Regions from separate parts of the Mus musculus genome. Here region 2 is linked to region 1. Evidence: chromatin contacts called from public HiChIP or PLAC-seq data. All regions are on one chromosome and are shown on one strand. Each heading gives the region's core, a stretch centred on a gene start, on an enhancer-like site or on the middle of the called end of the contact. The rest is flanking DNA. Distances are from core to core; before and after follow the strand shown. Region 1 overlaps Spryd7 (SPRY domain containing 7). Region 2 has its middle 34 kb from the start of Dleu7.

Evidence for each region. HiChIP or PLAC-seq counts read pairs in DNA pulled down with a chosen protein or histone mark.
Region 2: a contact with region 1 is called in an H3K27ac HiChIP or PLAC-seq map of heart atrium, with 9 times the contacts expected there. The contact joins two enhancer-like sites. A contact is called at or near these places in 2 of 15 datasets of contacts at CTCF or cohesin (large pre-B cells and pro-B cells), 1 of 484 Hi-C or Micro-C datasets (bone marrow-derived macrophages), 4 of 115 datasets of contacts at active chromatin or transcription factors (embryonic stem cells, heart atrium, large pre-B cells and 1 more) and 1 of 9 other capture datasets (embryonic stem cells).

The regions. Positions count from the first base shown.
Region 1 is chr14:61,528,748-61,535,168 of GRCm38.p6, reverse strand. Spryd7 (SPRY domain containing 7) reads left to right here. Exons shown (of 5, transcript NM_025697.4): 5 at 1-3,318. The coding sequence ends at 25. Among named protein-coding and RNA genes, the nearest start is that of Spryd7, 25 kb to the left of the region's middle. Within about 2 kb of position 3,993, at least 15 of the 459 cell types and tissues checked have an H3K27ac peak or open chromatin away from gene starts, as enhancers often do. A contact at or near this core is called in heart atrium, where this site is marked.
Region 2 is chr14:62,255,942-62,262,362 of GRCm38.p6, reverse strand. No RefSeq gene overlaps it. Among named protein-coding and RNA genes, the nearest start is that of Dleu7, 34 kb to the left of the region's middle. Within about 2 kb of position 3,057, at least 22 of the 459 cell types and tissues checked have an H3K27ac peak or open chromatin away from gene starts, as enhancers often do. A contact at or near this core is called in heart atrium, where this site is marked.

The DNA.
Region 1 (6,421 bases), core at 2,744-5,243:
ACTATTCGAGCAGCAGATCTTCTGAATGAGTTTGTTCTCAGGACTTAGACCTCTGCACCATCACACAAGCGCTTACCACGTAATAAAGCTCTCCTTGATCGAGAGACTCGAACACATGCTGAACACTGAGCTTCTAATTGTTGTCCAAGGAACCCATGTATTCATTATACCATGCTGAGGTTTGGTTTAAAAGATCTAGGCAACTTATTTAATCTTATTTAAACAAATATATATAGCTCTGAGTTTGATTAACAGTATTATGTGGTAACATGTATATAAATATTTAAAGGGAATTTTTCTTATATAAAATATTTGACAGTGATGTGTAATTGAGTGATTATTTTTTTGTCATCCTGAACTTGAGTCACCATAGTCTGTAATCCAATAATTTTGTGTCTCCCTGTCCTTTTTGATAAAATGAAATGGCAGAAATTTACATACTTGGCAGCTTAATTTTGCTGATCTATTTCCTCTGTTAATGGACTACTTTTCTTAAAACTGAAACTGCTTCTTTTGCTGTATTGTTGTATCCCTGCTTTCTGTTGCCTTTTTGAAAGACGAGGAAGTTATCAGACCATCTTGTTGAAGACCATCAAGATGAGCAAGTAGTGATTGCTCGTAGTATACTAGCAAACTCTGTAAGAGTTATGATGCTTTAAATATAAAATAAGCCAAGTGTGAAGGCACACACCTTTATTTCCAGCACTTGGGAGACAAAGTCAGGTAGATTTCTGTGAGTTTGAAGCTAGCCTAGTCTATATAGTGAGTATTATAAGTACCCAGACAACCAGGGCTGTGTAGGGAGAACCTGTCAAAAAAATCTAATTGTTTTTTGCTATAAGGAATAATAAAGATGTATTAAGGAATATTCAGTATTATATTTAAATATTCTTCCTGTTTTGTTAATTATATGGTAATAATCATGGAAATTTTGACATAAGTGAGTCTTCATGGTCTTGAGCCTTTGATCTTCTTGAGTCACTTTTTATTAGTTAACAACCTGACTAAGCTAATCACATCTTCAAACAGTTATATTCTTTTTCTCAGATAAGTATAGTCAGGAGTCATCACAACAAATTGTATGATGTTGTGAGGCAAGGAAAATATGGACGCTAGAATTCAGAGAACAGTTGCCCAGTTTCCTTCTGTCCTCTGCTGCTGAGTTTCTCAGAGTCTACCTTACACAAAGGGTAATCATACTGACATGCTGAGAGCCTGTGACTAGTTGATGGTGTGTGTAAAATGCTTTAATTATCAGCACTTAATAAAAATAGCCATGATTATTGTGAAGCAGTGATTTTCATGGTGTCTTAGACCAGCAGGATCACTGGGGAACTCTTTAGAATAGGGGACATTCTTGGACCCAGCCCAGACTTATGCAGTAGAGACTCAGGTCAGGGGTGTATTCTGGACCCTGTGCATACTAGACTAAGCAGGTAAAATGTCTCGAGATTTAAGGCAGGCTGGTTTTAATTCCAGAAGCTATGGAGTTCTGCACAATGCTTATGTGTTATTTAGTAGACTACATTTGGTTATGTGCTTCGCAAACATATTTACATAAACCCACATTTTACCTCTGAAGATATATAGAATTCAGACTATATATGTTATTTATTGACTTTCATCTGACTTTCTATTTTAGTAATTTTGATTCACAACATGTTTAACTGGGTGTGGTGGCACAAGACAGTAACCTAGCACTTGAGAGATCAGGGAAGGAGGCTCACAAATTTAAGGCCAGACTAGACTATGTACTGTAATGTTCCTTGTCTCAAAATACAGAGGAGGCTAGCTGGATAGATCTATGTGGAAAAGAGAATTCTCTAATTTCAGTATACTGCTTTTAGTGATCTTAGTACATCCATCTGTTATGTTTTTAGATTTTTTTATTTATGTCTATGTGTATGTGTATATCTGCAGCATGTAGGTACCCAAAGTCTAAAGAGTGCATCAGATCACCAAGCTGGAGTTACATGCAGTTGTGAGCTGTCTAGTGTGGGTCCTGACCTCTGCAAGAGTAGCAAGTGCTTTTAATGGCTGAGCCATCTGACCAATCCCAAACTCTTGTTTATATTTGTAAAAGCTATTTTTTAAATCATCACATTCTTTTCTTTTTCTGATATTGTATTTATTCATTCACAGTCTTATACATGTATGCAGTATATATTTCTTACCATTTTTCTTTTAATTTTAATGTTATAATCACATGTTATTTATTCCCTCTTCCCTTTCCTCCCATATAACCCTCCTAGTTCTCTTTCGAATTCATGGCTTCTTTTTTTATTAATAGTTGTTACATGTATACATGTATATACATGTATACATATACATACATACATGTATATACATGTATATTCCTAAATGTAATCTGCTCAGTCTGCATAATGTTAGCTCGTCTGTGCGTGTGCACAGGGCTCACCATTTTGTAATGGTGTCCTCTTCCCTGGAGAGGACTGTTTCTCTCACTCTGCATTCCTTAGTTGTCTGTCATTCTTTGTGTAGGTTTGAGGTCACTTGGTCTTTCCCTTGTCCACTTTGGCCTGTTGTTGTCCTTGTTCAGCTCAGGTGTAGTCAGACATGTTTTTTTGTTTGTTTGTTTTTTGTTTTTTAAAGCACTTTGTATTTATAGCTTTCTTTTCTTCTCTTCTCTTTTCTTTTTAAAGATTTATTTTATTTACATGAGTACACGGTAGCTGTCTTCAGACACACCAGAAGAGGGCACCAGAAGAGGGCATCAGATCCCATTACAGATGGTTGTGAGCCACTATATGGTTGCTGGGAATTGAACTTTGGACCTTCAGAAGAGCAGTCTGTGCTCTTAACTGCAGAGCCATCTCTCCAGCCCCTTAGTCATGTTAATGAGACTTTCAGGGTATAGATTCTGACATTACTAGGAGACACAGTCTGAGAGCAAACTCCCTGATCCTCTGGCTCTTACAGTCTTTCTACTCCCTTTTCTACAGTGTTCCCTGACCCCTAGGCGTGGGAGTTGTCTTGTAGATGTATCCCTTGGGACTGTGTTCCACAACTCTGCATTTCGATTGTTACGAGTTTGTGTCATGGTCTCTGTTGTAAGTGGATCGTTAAAATGGATCTGTTGCAAAGAAAAGTTCCACGGAGGGATGAGGACTAGGAGCCTTCAGTAAATGAGAACATGTGACATTTGTCTTTCTGGGTCTGAGTTACCTTACTCAATATGATCTTCCTATCTACTTAACCTGTAAACATAATGATTTTATTTACATCTGAATAGTATTCTGTAGTATTCTACATTTTTCATTATAAAAGAGCAACTAGAAATAAAGCATCAAAAGGTCCATACAGGCATCTGATTTGCACAGTGTATTCCATGAAGGACAATTATGATTGTGCTCGGGCATATGGTGATTTGTCATTTGGAAAAAAAAAAAAGTTTATTCTTGACTGCCTTGGGAGGGTAGAATAGGCAGACCCACTGCCAAAACAGCATCGATCCATTCACAGTGGTAGTTGCCTCACAGCCCAGATGCCTCCTGTCAGGTTTTACCTCTGGCACCAGCACTCTGGGGATCTACTTCCTAACGGCTGTTGGGGGCATGTTGAAAGCAAAGCACACGGCAAGGTCAGCAGATCAGGGAATGGTGGCCATCCATGAAATAGAGAGCAGTGCAGGGCTAAGGGTGGAGGTCTGTGGTAAGTTGTTTACAGGCATATGTGCAGCTCAGGGACCAGTGCCCAGCACTTCAAGGCAGAGAGAATGAAGAAAAAGGTGTGTTAGAGGAGAAATGCTTTTGTGTGTTCTCCTAGGTAGATTAGGATTAGCTAATTTGAATAATGTTAGCAGTCTTGGGCTGTTAGCATTGTCCCTTGTTGTTGCCTAGTCAAGGGGTGATCAGGACAAAGAATATTGTCCTAGAGTGTAATACAGAAGGTAGGCCCTCTGGTTAGTTTGCATGGAAAGTACATGCTGCTGGCAGGAAGAGCTGCTATCTATCTCTAGGGGTCAGCTGAGGTAGGAGCAGGCCTGTCCTGTCAGCACAATATCCAGAACACAACAGAAGCATACACAGTGTCTGCACAGGCAAGATAACTATCCCAAAATCCTTGATGACATAGGTCATGCTAAGTGTCTTCTAAAATTATAATCCTGTTTCATTCAGGGCTTTGGTAAGTCCTAGGAAATTAAGGAAACAAGAATCTATACCAGGACTTCTGATACTGAGATTTATCCTGTTTGAAGCTGGGCAGTGGTGGCAGGTCTCTGAGTTTGAGGCCAGCTTACTCTAAGGAGTGAGTTCCAGGATAGCCATGGGAAACACTGCCTTGAAAAACAAAACAAAACAAAAAACAAAATTTTATTCTGTTTTGAAGTGAAAGTTATTTAGGAAAGTAGTTCTCATCTTTGAGCAGAGACAGAGGTGACAAGTGAAGTGTTTGGAACAGGAGTCACAACTCTGTGATGGTTAGTCTTGTCAGCTTGGTTGAATTGAGAAATGCCTAGGACATTGGCAAAGCACACCTGTGGAAGTGTCTGTGAGGGCGTTTCCAGAGAACATAGATCACAAGGCCTCTGACCTACCGAGTGAATTAGTCACCAGGTGGAGTCATAAATGATTATATTATTGGGATGGGTGAAGCAGAAGGCAGGGCCTAGTCAGAAGAAGCAGGTCACATTGGAAGGGAAGTGTCATGGGCTGAGCCTTGCTGTCCTTTCCCCACTTGTCTCTGCTTCCTTCCTGCCCCATGAGTGAACTACCCTCCTTGGTCTGGCTGAGCCCTTCCACCATGATGAAGGGAACCCTCTAAAACCATGAGCCCAAGTGAGTAATTCCACCTTTTTAACTGTATTTTGGTCAGAGCAATGTAGAAGTGGCATGTGATGATCTCCCATGTGCTTTGACTTTCAGGGAGAGGTCCCGAAGCTACCAGTACAAGTTGTAATGATCATCCAAAGTGTCCATTGAACACAATTAGGAAAAAAATTTGTAAACTAAGCAAAGAATCTCCCCAACCACTTTAAGTGACAAAACAGTAAACCTATTTCCCAGCTTTTTTCTTTCTGGACTTGACTTAATGGCATTTCCAGTGAAAATCGGGGGGAGGGGGTGGTGGCGGGGATGGGGTTGGGGATCTAAAGTGGTTGAAAGGAGTGGGAGCCACTTCTTTCCATCTGGGTGTCAAGACTGAGAAAGATTCTGAGCAGACCTGTGAGAGCCTATGAGTATATTAGTGCCTTTTCTAGACGCTATGACAAATATCAGACAAAAACAGAGAGGAGGGGTCACGTTTGAGGGTTCAGTCCATCCCGGCAGGGAGGCGGGGAGCAAGAAGGCTCTTGGCAATGCCATATGAGTACAAGTTGATCTTCCACATTTCAGAGAACCAGGAAACAGAGAAAGGGGTGTACTGGTGCTCAGCAGGTGGTTTCCTCTTTATCCAGCCCAGGACTCCAGCCCACGGGGTGTTGCCCCCCACATTCAGGGCAGGCGCTTCCCCTTCGACTGCTCTCTGGATGACTCAGCAAACAATGTGCTGCATTAATGCCCTCGTTTCTTACTCCAATCAGGTTGACAGTCAGGATTCACTTTCACAGTGTATGTTGATGAAAGGAGTGAATTTAAAGTTTGCTTAACAAATTCCTGAAACTAAACAAGTGGCAAATCTTGGGCTTTAAGGTAGGAATAGTTGGGGCTGGAGAGATGGACCAGTGGTTAAGAGCATGTACTGCCCTTGGGGGCATCGGAGTTAAGTTCTCAGCACCCATGTTGGGTGTCAGCACCCATGCTGAGTGACTCACAATGGCCTATATTTCCAGTTCTAAGGGATCCAACACTCTCTTCTGGCCTCCATGGGCACCTGTTCTTACTTGTATACACATTCAAATAAATAAAAAGAATAAAAAAGAGCTAGGTGTGCTACCATATGTTTTTAATCCTAGCACTCATAAGGCAGAGGCAGGTGGATTGCTGTGAGATCAGCCAGCCTGGTCTACATAGTGAAGTCTAGGTCAATTGGAGCAACATAGTGAGACCCTGCCTCAATAAAATAAAATAGTGTGTAGGGGTTGAGGTAATTCACTAATGAAGTGCTCTCCGTGCAAACTTGAGAACCCAAGTTCCATCTTTAGCACCCATGTTTAAAAGACATCAAAGCAGTACTCATCTACGATCCTAGCGGTGGGGAGCCACAGACTGGAGGATCTCTGAGACTCTCTGGCTGGCCAGCTTAGTCAGATCAATAAGCCCCAGGTCCTTGCTTTAAAAACCAAGGTGTATATTGTCTGAGGAATGCCATCCATGATTGACCTCTGTCTTCCACATGCACCCAAACGCATGTTTGAATTAAAAAATGAAATAAAAGGAGGTGGACATGACCACTCCTAAAGTGCAGAGAAGATTTTTATTGTAGGTATCGGAGAAAACAGGCAGAGAGGAGTCCAGGA
Region 2 (6,421 bases), core at 1,808-4,307, 730 kb before region 1:
TGTTCCTCTGTTGATTTTGTTACCCTCTATCAGCAGGCGTGGGAGACAAGCTCTCTTCTCTGAGTTTCAGTGGTCAGAGCAGTCTCTGTAGGCAAGCTCTCCTCTTTCAGGGAAGGTGTACAGTTATCTGGTGTTTGGACCTCCTCCTGGCTGAAGGTGAAGGCCCAAAACAGGATCTTTCCCAGAAGCTGTGTTGCTTTGGCCAGGAAGGTGGCCAGTTGTCTGGAGTCGAAGATGTCGCCGCCTGAGAAGCTCTGTGGCTCTTGTCCGGAAGGAGGCCGGCCGTCTGGAGCTGAGGATGGCACTGCCTCAGAAGCTCTGTGGCTCTTGCCGGGAAGGTGGCTGGTTGTCTGGAGCTGAAGATGGCGCCGCCCAGAAGCTCTGCGACTCTCGCCCGTCCCAGAAACGGCTGGCACTCTGTATTCCACACGGTCACCCGTGCAGCCTGCCCTCCGCGGAGTCCCGGAGCCAAGAAGGCTCCCGCCGGCGCCTGTGCCACAAACCTCTCAGGCCGGGCAGACCCCCATGCTCTCACCAGGAAGGTGGCCGGCTGTCTGGAGCTGAAGATGGCGCCGCCCAGAAGCTCTGCGACTCTCGCCCGTCCCAGAAACGGCTGGCACTCTGTATTCCACACGGTCACCCGTGCTCCGCGGAGTCCCGGAGCCAAGAAGGCTCCCGCCGGCGCCTGTGCCACAAACCTCTCAGGCCTGGCAGACCCCCGTGCTCTCACCAGGAAGGTGGCCGGCTATCTGGAGCTGAAGATGGCGCCCACCATGGAATCTAGGCTTTTTAATATAAGTAATTTCTAACTTAAAAAATTTTTTTTTACTTACTTAAATTATATTAATTTTATTGTAATTTATTAATTATTTAATTATTAAATACATTATTAAATTAGGTTAAATTAAAAATATTTACTTAAAAGTTAAAAAAAAAAACCCTTTCGATGTTCATGTTAAAGAAAGTAAGTAATGAGAAGAAAGCTCCTAGAGGTTCTGTTTCAGTCTAACCTTAGAGAGAAATTAGATGTAATTAATAAGAAATACATACATTTTTAAATTCAGCTCCAGTGATCATTCTCTCCTGCGATCAGGCCACCAAGCTTATCATTTAAATGATTTTCACTTAGCATTTCCATTTAAAGAGGGCTCTGCTGCTGAAGTCAGAAGTGAATGCTGTAGTCATCTTTCAACTGGTGCCAGCCCCATTTTCATCAATCCCTTTTCAGTCACCTCCTTCTGTGACCTTAAAACAATTATAGGAGGTGTCTCTCCACACATTCAGCTCAGCATCCAGAGCCACGTGGCCCTGACAAGGCACCCTAGCCAAACACAGGTGTCCATGATGGGAACACTTAAGTGAAGAGACTTCCCTCAGACATGCCAACCCTCACAGTTCTTTGGAGATCCCAGCCAATTGTAAGCATTTCTGTTAAGCAGATAGGAATTCTGCCTACAGGAGAGCACATATGTGGCTCTACTCAGGAGAGTGTGTGGTCTGTGGGCCGGCCAGAGGGCTTGTTCCAAGTAGATGGGCTTGGCCTCTTCTCCATGCCCTCTTCCTCTTTCCCCTGGTACTTTGCAGGCTGAGTTCTTAACATCCAGTTTCTGTCTAAGCTTTTTCAGTTTGGGTTCACCTTTCCTGCTGATGTCTTTGATGAAAGTCCTGAAGTACAGAGCTCCTCTACTCAGGTCAGAGAAACTAAATGAAGTTTGAGAGACCTAACAAAAGCAGGACTTACCCTTGTGCTCCTTCCAGCTCACACCACACACACACACACACACACACACACACACACACTTATACATGTAAAAACACATGTACCACATACACACATGCATGTAGGCACACTAATGTGCACACAAATACACACTCTTCATATGCACAAAACACAAACATAGCACATACAAATTCACACACATAACGTACTGTGCACACAAACATATATACACATATACCACACTACACACACACCAGTTATACATGTAAAAACATAGGTACCACATATACATGTGTATAGGTACTTACATGCTTTAATGTGCACACACATACACAAAAATACACACACACACTTCATATGCACAATATACAAATATACCACATACAACATATACAACAAACACACAAACATAACACACACTGCATGCACACACTATGTACTACATGTACATCATAGTATACTACACACATACATACCCACTACACACATACATACCACTCCACACACACACACACACACACACACACCTTCCTGCATGAAGCCTATTCATCTCAAGGCTTCCTCTGACCCCTGTTATTTTAGAATGTTCAAAATCCTTTCTCAGTCACACTATTTATAGACTTTTGGGGTCATTGAAAGGCAAACATCATTAAACTCTTTTCCATGGGGCTGTAAAGAGATGGGCTTCTTAGGGGTACTTAATATAAAATTTGTAAAACTTTTAAATATACCAAAAACTTCCCAACAGTTGAATCCAATCTAAGGTTCCTTCAAACCACACACCACTGAGCTATGGGTGGTGACAGATTGTATGCACAGCAAGCAATGGAATGCCCCCAACAGCCCCTGGTGCAAGAAGAGCTCTGTGGATTTTCCCCTAATGCAGTGGGTGGATGGGGCTGCATCCTGATGTAGTCTTCTGCCTTCTGGACCACAAGGGCTGGGGACACAGAACAGTTGTCCCTGAGATCTAACTACACTGAGAAGGCTCCACCACTTTCTTTCTAAGACACGTGTGCTTACATTTCCTGACTTTTTTTTTTTTTCTGTTGTCATAATGTTCCCTTCTTTTAGCAGGCAAAGGCAATAGTTGGTTGTAAGAAGTGTTGTGCTTTACTGAACTGGCTGTTCTGTAAGAGCTCAGAACTCTGGATCGATGTCAGAACCAGTGTTAGCTTCTTGTGAAGCGTGACGGCGGAGCTCACTGCCGGAAGACGAGAACGAGAGTCTGTAGACCCAGCTGGAGAGTGTCTGGGGCAGAGTCTGGCACCACACAACAGCATGTTCTCCAGGGAGTGAGGCCTCCATTTCCAAGGGGAGCTTCCAGAAAGTGAGAGGATGAGCTGGTGGAGGATCACCAGCCACTTCTCTTCCCCAGCAGCCAGCTGCAGAGAGGCTCTCCTGGAACTCAAGATAATAAAACCAGCAAGCGGGGGGTCAACTGCTGCCCCCGTCCTGAGGCAGCTGCTGGTGTCACAGATCTGTTCTGCAGCTGTCAGCTTAGAGGGTCACCCAGTAGAACATCCTGTCACAAGAAGCTCTCAAGGCCGTTGGCAGGTTTTTTTCCTGAAAAGTTACTGCACTTTTTGTTTTCTTCTAAGCAAACTTTATTTGCCTGATTTTTTTTTTCTCACTGAACATAGACTTTCTGTCCTTGTACACCTAGGCTTTAAATACCCTTGGGGAGAGCTCTCAGCTGGCATCTGGGTGGGTGGCGGGGAGCTTTCAGGTCAGACTGCCCCAGGATCTACCCCGAAGTGAGAAAAATGATTTGGGCTAAGTTTCTCCATTTTGGGTTAAAGGCTCTGTGGAGAATTCTCCCTTGGCCTGAGTGGCCTTTCCTGGGCAGACTGAAGATGGAGTGCAGGCTGGCCAACTGATGTCTAGATCAAACTCGCAGGAAACCTCAATCCCTTGGGCAGCTGAACTCTCACTATCTGAGACCAGCTAGGATTATTTTCTTACTTCATTTAATCAGTCAGTTGATAGTTTGACAGATGAGGTCATTGTGTCCAGTGTGAAGTAGAGTGAAAATTATGCAGTAGTTTAGACCACAGCTTGGTTTATCACCCCCAGTGCACGCAGCACTCCTAACGAGATCATTATTGGGCTCTGATGGAAAGAAATGTTCAGTTCCCAGGTGCCCATGCTTTCTGGAATAGATTGAGTGAAGTTCGCTCTTCCTCAAGCTGGGAAATGACGTTCTCAGGGTTTCCTTTCAACATGTCTGCTCCAAGGCAAAAACTTCACTGATTAATACTTTCCAGGGACAAGGAGCTGGCGAGGAAGACTGGCCGAGCTTTATCATCCGACTGTCCATCAAACTGCTATCATCATTACCATACTCAGAGTAGTCAAGTAATCAGACAAGTTCCAGACGTGCAGAATTGACAGAGAGTCTGGGAATTAGTCCCACTTTAAGAAATGTCCTTAACATAATATTTTTTCTGTGGTGCTTTTTAATCAATTGTGTGTGTGTGGGTTGGGGCACAGTATTGCTATATGGTTCAGGCTACCTTGAAGTCATAGCAATCCTACTGCTTCAGTTTTCTCACTGGTGGGATTAAAGGCATGTATCTCTAAACTGCCCTTTAATTTAACATGTTACCCAGGATAGTACACAGGATTTTCTTTGTGACTTCTCCATCTTCATTTTCACAGGTCCTATTTTTGTCGTAGTTATTATTTATCGTTTGACAGCATCTCACTACATAGCTTCAGCTGGCCTCAGATTTACAGTCCTCCTGCCTCAGTCTCCTAACTGCTTGGGGTCACAGCTTGGCATCCTATGTCTGGCTCTATTGATTTATTTTTTTCTGTTAAAAATGAAGAAAAAATTAAAGCACTGATTGTGTTACAAAAATTGAGCAAGAATATCTGTAGTGAGAATTTTGGTTTCTTGTTTGTTTGTTTGGTTTGGTTTGGTTTTTTTGGTTTTTCGAGACAGGGTTTCTCTGTATAGTTCTGGCTGTCCTGGAACTCACTCTGTAGACCAGGCTGGCCTCGAACTCAGAAATTTGCCTGCCTCTGCCTCCCAAGTGCTGGGATTAAAGGCGTGTGCCACCACACCCGGCGAATTTTGGTTTCTTTAAACATAGAAATGTTATGTGAATGTGTTTCTGTTTTAATCCCAGGTATGGATATGAGGCTGCTTCAGATCATGCACAGAAGCTAACTCTGATTTCTTACATGCTGTAGCCTGGGCGTGATTCTGCTAGCTGAAGACAGTTTATGTTTGGAATTCTGGGGACTCTTAAGTGGGTATAAAACGCCAGAGCCCCTAGGGACTGTGGTGGCTGCTGCTCCCGGCAGTTCCTGCTACTTCCTGCTGCTGCTTTTGCTGTTTAGTGGATTCCTGGTTGCTGGTTGAAGATATCCAGATGATGATGATGATGATGATGATGATGAAGATTGGACCTGCACCAAGGACCTCAACACCCCTAAACAACAGGAAGTGGTTTAAGAATTCCAATGTCCCCTTTCTTCTCTCACCTTCTCTCTCTCCTACTACCTAGTGTCAGGGGATTGGAAGGGATAAGGGAGGCGAAGGATAGTAGGGAAAACAACTCAATAAAGTACCCAAAAGTATGGTTACAAATGTCTGCAATTCTCACTGAGTAATTTGGATCTGCTTGACAGCTGGTGGTATGGTTGGAAGGGGTGGGGTCTTTAGGAAGTGGGACCTCCATTCTCCTTTTATGTTCATCTCAGGTATTTTGTTACAGGATAACAAACAAGTCCTTAGGCTTCAGCAGGAGCTGAAGCACCCGCAGGTCTGACTTCTGGCTGAACAGATAGATCTCCATTCTTTCCATTTAGCGGAAGACTTCTTTGGGTGGCCAGCAGCGAGTATCTTGTTATCCCACCTGGCCATTCTCCCGGCCTTCTAGCTTTTGCTATTTCTGATACCTCCCATCTTTCTTCTTTTAAAACATGCTTCTGTCTAGCATCATTCCTTGAGAAGACTTCGATAACCTCAGACTGAGATGGCTTAAGAATCACCACCCTGGAGAACAGAAAAGACACAGACTGAGACACGTGATGCCCTAGGCTGTTCTTGAGTTATGAGGTGGGAAGACCCCAGCCAAGGCACATTCAAAGTTTCCATCATCCCATTGCTACTCTTTCTCCCTGTACCTCTCTCTACTTCCCTGACTTCAGGATTTCCCAATCTACCTTTTCACAAAAGAACAGGGGCACAGTTACAAGCAAAGCAAACCAAAATCCAATGTCATAAAAAGCTCAAATGTCTGATGGCTGGGACTCATGGTCTTCTGGGGTTCGAAGGGGTTGGGCAGTGCTCCCCTTTGGCCTCTGTTATCCACAACACGCACAGCTTACCTCATAGGCTCATGCTGGCTCCATTCCACATCTGCTGCTTTCCTTGGTGATCATCCCATGGCCGTGGTAGTCATCCCTGTACCTCCAGTATTCTGAGTCACCCTACAGCTGAGGCTTCACTTTCACCAGTGACGGTTCCTGGCTTCTCACAGGGAAAAGTCTCAGCTGCTCCTCATGCTTTCAAAATCAGTACCATGTGGGAGAATCTTGAACATTATCAAACGTAGCTGTCAGCTTGAGATGCAGTCTTTCTCCACCCCCAGAACATAGCTCCTATGTCCTGACCCTGAGGAAATCCTCCCGAGAAGAATTCACCTCAGTGGCATTGGTCTTGTATGAATCCCAGCTGATTCTTCAGTC